Linked DNA regions of Triticum aestivum: region 1 is linked to region 2. The links are chromatin contacts, called in public HiCAR-type maps. All regions are on one chromosome and are shown on one strand. The core of a region is the stretch at or near the end of the contact, and the rest is flanking DNA. Distances in the headings are between cores, read along the strand shown.

Region 1 (3,661 bases), core at 1,073-3,572, 400 kb after region 2:
CACTCGCACCGGCATGCATCCCCGAAGCACACACGCTTTAGCTGTGAGTGAGCCTTGATGAGTCCAGTGTAGCCGATCAGCTACATACGACACGGCCGGCTCTTCCTTGGTTGAAAAGAGGACCTACCCCTGCTCCGTGGATACATGTTAGATACCACCCATCTTCACACGAGCGGCCGACACGTGGTTCCGTCCATTTACTACTCCTCACGCGATCGGCCGTTTGTTCGGTTGGTCATGTCATGTCGTGAGAACAGAGAGGAACAGAGGTGCTAGTACGTAGTAGTAGGAGAACTGTGCTGCTGCTACCTGTAGAGTAGCACTCCAGCACAGGTAGATACTACCTCCGTGCTAGCTAGCTAACTGGAGTAGATGTAGTAGTCGGGTGGCCGGCCGGGCCTAAAGCAAACAATAAACATGCCCCACGGAAGGGCCGAAGGCGAGCTCGTTAGTTAGTTAACTAAAGGCGCATATGTGGGTATCGATCTTCTGGATCGGGGACACACGTACGTGGCGTGTAACGTAATCCCGCGGCAAAGATAGCCGAGGAGGGCGCGAGCACGCGGTGGCGGTGGCGGTGGGCGCCCTGCCGCCTCGCCATCGGCCCGAGACCCACCACCGCGGCGTGCCCCTCACATGCGCGCCCCTTTTGCCCGCCACAAGCTACCAGCGGGAGCGGCAGCTGTGCACCCACCCGGCCCGAGCTAATCTACCGTCTGTGGCCTGCGGCCGCCCCGCGCCGCGCGCGCACGCCGTACGTGGCCGTGCCTGGTTCGCGCGCCTGGATCTCGCAACGGGCGCTGCAGGCACGTATTCCCCCCCCGGGTCGCGGGATCCGCCGGCCGGGCCGATCGGCCGATGGAGACGGCCGGACGGGAAGGCGGGGCCGGACCAGACCACCGATCGACGACGGGGCCCTCGTGTCGTGCCGTCCAGCGGTGGAGAGGCTCGTGACATGACGGTCACGCGGCCGGAGCCAGGGCGGCCAGGCCCCGATCGGCCACATGGACGGCGGCCTTAAACACGAGCACGCGCTCGCCACGCGACGGTCACGTGAAGGTTGGCGCGCGCTGTCCGGTCGCTAGCCCGCCCGGTTGGTTTCGATGGCCAACATGGCAGCGGCGCAGGGGCTCCACGCTTCGGGCGCCCGAGATTTGCGTCCCGCCGTTCGGTAAACCCCGCCAAACTGAGCCCACCCCCATGCATGCAGCAAACCAACTCCTAACTAATTATACGTATAATTATACTACTGTATAAGACGTTTACATGTACATGCATGAATAAAAAACCGTAGGCGTACGTGTTGCGTCACTCTCCCTCAATCATCGCGCTGAATCCAGGCGCTAATCTCCTGTGTTAGGTACGTTTGCTGCACATAAAACACGTACTACTACTAGTTAATTAAAGCGGCGTGTCATGTGTCACTGTGCTGGCATGCACACAGCACACGACAAGAGAATGAAAGGCGTATGTGCATGCATGTACGCGTCCGCTCTCACGTCCCGGGCAGCCCGCCGGGGACAGGGCATCTTTTGGGTCTGGCGCTCGACTTGTTTTCTTGTGCATAGTGCGGATATATATAGTTGATTGACGTAGTTAATAAAAGACTTGCCGCTGATTAGAGAGTTGCTGTGTTGCACGTATGTGTGCAAGTGCAATACAATAGTTGCGTCCGTGTCCGTTCTCACGACAATGACGGAAGGGTGGAGAGAAGAGGTCATCGATCCATGTCCCTGTTTAGCTTTACAAGGTGCGTGTTCTTTCTCCGAAAAGCTTGTTACTCCATGATCAAAACTCTCAATTTGCACTACTCGGCTAATTAGGCAATGCCGACGATTGGCAGGGGTTTGATTCGTCCACACATCAGTTCGTGGTACATACACGTACGCTTAACAAGGCTCGGAGCCAGGAGACCGAGCCGAGGGACTTTCGCTTCGGATAACATCAAATCACAACCTCAAACGCAACGAATGATCTTGTCGATTTCCTGGACGTTGCTGGATCGGTCAGCATGGCGAGGAGGCGAACACGTCTAGCCAGGGGTTCTTTCCCGGTAAAACTGAACAGTCCTGCAAGGCAGCATGGGGCACATGGCCAGTGGTGGGTGGTCATTTAAGTAGGGCCCAACGAGCTGCCTCTCCACCTGTGGGGCCCACGCGCCGATGACAGTGGGGCCCGGGAGGCCTGGCTCATCAGTGATTAGACGGAGAGAGACACGCGGGCCCGGCTACCCCGTTAGCGTTCCTACTTTTGCTCTCCGCCAGTAGCTAGTGCTATAATTACTTGCCGGGGTCGAATTATCTCCGCGCATCTACATCGTTCCCCAATCCGTTCTCCTCCCTATAAAGACACCCTCTCCCTTTCTGTCTCCCTCACACACTCCTCCAGCGATTGCACAACTAGAAGTTATCCAGCGAGTATCCTGAGCAGCTCGACGTCAGCGAGGGCCTCCCTTCGCTCACCGGCCAACCGCCCGGCACCTTTTGAGCGTACACACTCCGTAGCTTTGTTAGCCGGCGGGAGTCTGCAGTCTGCTTGCTCCGGCACTAGCTAGCTTGCTCATCCCGGCCGGCCAGCGACGTAGCAGCGGCTAGGAAGAAGATGTCGAGCAGAAGGTCGTCGCGCGGCGCCATCTCCGACGAGGAGGTCAACGAGCTCATGTCCAAGCTCCAGTCTCTGCTCCCCAACTCTCGCCGCCGCGGCTCCAGCCAGGTAACTTGCTTAAGCTCACAACAGCGATGCACACGCACATTACTCTACCACTCGCCAGCTAGCTAGGTGGTTGCATTGTCCGTGCGAGTTTGACTTGCACGAAGCCAGCACGAAATAACGGGGAGTGAAATGAAAATGCAGGCGTCGACGACGAAGCTGCTGAAGGAGACGTGCAGCTACATCAAGAGCCTCCACCGGGAGGTGGACGACCTCAGCGACCGGCTGTCGGACCTCATGTCGACCATGGACCACAATAGCGCCGAAGCGGAGATCATCCGCGGCATCCTCCGCTCGTGATCGTACCACAGCGCCGGCCGGTCGATCGGCGAGAGCTCAACCGCCAGGACAATTAAGCGGCAGCGGCGCCATGGGTCTCTCCGCCGGCCAGCCGGACACGTACGAGAGCTTTGCTTAGCTAGGGTATATATATCGTCCTCCACATATTTAAATATGTAATGTCTCTTTTCTGCTCCCTTTCTGCCTAGATCTGATCGTGTAGATCAAAAAATGTACTGCGTGTCTCTAAGCTTCACTCCGTCTGTACTACGTAGGGCATTAGCTTAGCTAGCGTTCCTACCTTGGGCCAAAGCTTATCCTCGCGCGCTGGCTGCTGCTTGAGCTAATCTTTCGATCGTCTCCTCCGTGTGCTTCCCTCGCTAGCTCGGAGCTGGATAGATAGCTCCCCCCGTCCTCCTGTCTGCCTCTTCCCCTCTTTTGTTGTCCCTTTCTTGATCTACTACTCGATCTGTAAATTTAGTTGGTGGCATTGGATCGAGTTGTGTCCTCTATAGACAACCGACCGACCACTACTACGGTACTACTACTACCTAGAGCAAATTAATATCATCGTCATGTTGTACCACCCCAGCTTTAACTTTTGTTGGAATACGTACTACGAGATCAAATTAATACTAGACTGGAGTGTACTGTACTGTACCGTACTGTTCTT
Region 2 (3,603 bases), core at 678-3,177:
TCAAACAAAAAAATATACAAATGTGTATGGAAATAGTAGATATCAAATAATATAAGTTTTAGAAAAATGTCAATCATGTACTTGGAAAATGGTAGATGTGTATAAAAATGTTCTAATATATAGAAAAATCTACAAATGTATATGGAAAATTTAGACATAAAAAACATATGTTTTAAAAAATATGTATCATGTATTTAAGAAATGGTCGTTCAGTTTTTGAAAAAAAGTTTATTGCCATAAAAAATGTTCAATGTGTATTTGAAAAACATTGTTCATCTATTCAAAGCATTTATGAAAAAAATGTATATCATATATTTAAAATATATTCAATCTTTTGCCAAAAAATGTTTCACGTGTACACTACAAATGTATGTGATGTATTGAAAAAATAGATATGTGTTGACAAAAAAGAAACACCTTAAAAATAGACAAGAAACAACAAAACAGAATAAAATCTAAAATACAAGAAACAAAAAGAAAATGGCAGCCGAAGGAAACCAATGAAAAAAATGAAACATGAGAAGGTAACAAATAAAAAGGAGAAAAGGAACAATGAAAGAAACGCAAAAAATAGTGAAAACCAAGAAAAAAAATCAGTAACAATCGTGAAAGGAATGAAGAAAACCGATGAAAAAACAAATGACAAGCAAAAAACTGAAGAAAACCATGAAGAAACAAAGTAATTGAAAAAGAGACAATAGAAGAAAACTACAAAATGAGAAAAACCGAACTAAACCAACGAAGAGTAGCGATCAAGCGAGGGAGAAAGCCAGCGAATGAAAGAAAAAAGATCGAACTGGGTCGGTCCAATAAACAACAGGAGTGTAAAATGGTCTACGCGAGACATTCTTCCAGCTCACTATAACCACGAGATATAGTTCACGCAGGTGGATCGTGCATACATGTCCCAAGTTGCGATGGCACGACCCATATTAGGTCTCAACGACCGAGCCCATCAAACCTCGCGTCATCGACCTCATCATCAACACTTACCCCGCTCAAATCTGTGGTGTCTATTTCTCGCATTAAGCGAGACGAGAGGGAGCTCTCGCTGAGGATTTTTCCTCTCCCTGCTTCGTATTGGGTCGGCCCATTCGCGCACGCATATATTAAGAAAAATAGATTAGGTAAAGGGAGAACCAAGGTTTGATCCGCAGATGCTGCTACCACTCCGCCCAAGTCAAGTTAGTGATAAGTAGTAGGTGCGTGTCATACTTGAGGCTATTTCAAACCGGTTTTCTTTGAGGCTTTTTCCTTTTTTGTTTTCTTTCTTCTTCTTCAATTTTTTCATTCTTTTTTGCACTTTCTTTCTTGTTTTTTTCATTTCTTTTTTTGGTTATTATTGTACATTTTTTGTATATGTCAACAATATTTTTCTAATATACAATTTAAATTTTTTCAATACTTGTTTAACATTTTTCAAATACTTGTTTAATATTTTTATATACATGGTCAACAGTTTTTCAAATACTTGTTCAACATTTTTTAGATACTTGTTCAATATTTTTCAGATTTTGTTGAACATTTTTATATACATGATCAAAAAATGAAGTACTTGTTCAACCTTTTTTCAAATACTTATTCAAGATTTTTCAAATACTCGTTCGACATTTTATAAATACTTCTTCAATATTTTTTTAAATGCATGATTAACATTTTTATAAATATTATTTAAACTATGTTTTTGTAATATATATATTTAGACTATTTGAAAGTGTAAAAAAATTAAAAAAGTGAAACAAAAAAATGAAATAAAAACGTGAAAAAAAACAGAGAAAAACGAGGCAGTGTAGTACCCGGGACCTGGGCCGGCCCATAAGCTCGCGTGGTTCAGCGAGTCGGAAGCTTCGACTCGCTGAACGCGAGACATAGCGATGCCCGCTCAAATCGACGCCCAAGATTACAACCTACAGCTCTCCGTTCCTCAGAAAAACAAAAACTACAGCCTGGAGCATCAGTACTCTGATTGCCTTCGCCGGTCTTCCTCCCCGCTTCCCCCATCTCGACTCCTCTCCGCGATCCAAACCCTAAGCCGGGGGGACCCGTTCGCGCCATGGAAGCGGCGGCTCCGTCGCCGCTGCTCCATAGTCCCCCGCACATCACCCCAGAGCTCCGGCGCTTCCTCGACGTCCGCTTCCGCTCCCCGGCCGACCTCGCCGCGGCCGCAGACGTCGAGGCCGAGATCCGCGGGCGCTGCGCGGAGCTCGAGTCCTCGGTCGCCGAACTGTCCGCCCGCCTCGCGGATGTGGCCGCCGCGTACTCCTCTTCCCTCGGGGCCGCTGGCTCCGCCCTCTGCGCCGTGCGCGGTGGCCTCGCCGCCCTCAAGGCCTCCACCGACAAGACGGGTATCTTAAGCAAATGCTCATGGAATTACTGATTTTCGAGCTTCTCTAGTTGACGTATGCTGCTGCTAAGCTGTAATTCTATTTCTTGGGGTTTTTCTAGGGGTTAGAGAAGATGTGGAGGCTGGGAGCGAGAAGATGCTGTTTGAACAACTCCCTCCCCTGGCCACCGACGTGGCGAGAGTAGACATGGTTAGAGATTACGCTGGTGAGCATCTCTGAAGATCACACTTTAGATCATTGTGCCACGCTCTGGCTTAAATTTCGAATGATAAACACTATATTGACAATTTGCTATGATGTCTATTTCCTCTTATGATGGTTATGTTTGTTTAGGCATAATGTGTTATGATTCATGAGTTGAGAGTTGAGAGTTGAGACCAGCGGCTCATTGCTTAATATGTCGTACGAGTGTTTGGTGTGATGGGACTTAGTGTCTGTGCAGGAGCAGAGTGGTTTTATGTGGCAAATCGTCTGTTTGGTTAGGTTAATAGTTAAGTTTGGTTGATACAGATCTAGCTCAGTACAGCTAGGATGGATGATGATAACTGTTCTGGCCCTCAATTATGGCATGGATCTGGCAGCTCCTGTAAGTGAGCCTCATTTTGATAATGTGGATCTATGGGTTGCCTTTTGTCCCTGTAGTTAACTAGAAATTTGTGGGGGCATTTCATTATTGTGTCCATGTTAGATTGTTAGTTGCTGATTCTTTATTCACGAGCCACAGTTAGCTATTAGTCCTGTCTGTAACTGCATTATCAGCGATCTTCCACTGACAGGAGTGTCAAAACCAGAACATTCATTATGTTTTCCTATCCTTATGGCAGCCAATATTCTTTCCATGCTTAATTCTTAGGCAGTGGAGTGTTTTGGTTGGTGCAGGAGTCTTGGTGGTGGTTGGACTAGAAGTTTAGTTTTTAAAACGACCACACTTGAGAAATAAATAAAATAACACTGTGACGATTGCACCGAGTTCTTCGACAATGAAGAAGCCGAAAAAAAGCGGGTTTGATTTGAAATGCCAAATTAATGAGTGAAATCACCCTTATGGCAGGGAGGTACTAGGCTACTAGCAGAATCTTTTAATTCTCTTATTAAGATGATAATTTAATTTGATAATTTCCTAGAATTGGGAAAAAAATCTTTTTGTTTTCCCATGGCCGGTACTTTGCGGTAATATGATCTAAAGGATTTTTATAATTCCCATTTGGTTGCTAGATGGTGCGTTACTGCTAGTAATCTCCTTAACCGAGGCAGTCAG

Evidence for each region. HiCAR-type assays count read pairs that join an accessible place to other places.
Region 1: a HiCAR-type map of leaf shows a contact between it and region 2, with 6 times the contacts expected there. The contact joins the promoter of LOC123145486 here to the promoter of LOC123145485 in region 2. A contact is called at or near these places in 2 of 5 Hi-C or Micro-C datasets (both in leaf) and 1 of 1 datasets of contacts at active chromatin or transcription factors (leaf).

Annotation. Positions count from the first base shown.
Region 1 is chr6D:414,661,083-414,664,743 of IWGSC CS RefSeq v2.1, forward strand. It overlaps LOC123145486 (transcription factor ILI5), which reads left to right and starts at 2,323. Exons shown (of 2, transcript XM_044564913.1): 1 at 2,323-2,712; 2 at 2,854-3,643. The coding sequence starts at 2,602. The coding sequence ends at 3,009.
Region 2 is chr6D:414,259,384-414,262,986 of IWGSC CS RefSeq v2.1, forward strand. It overlaps LOC123145485 (RINT1-like protein MAG2), which reads left to right and starts at 1,928. Exons shown (of 4, transcript XM_044564912.1): 1 at 1,928-2,345; 2 at 2,446-2,550. The coding sequence starts at 2,054.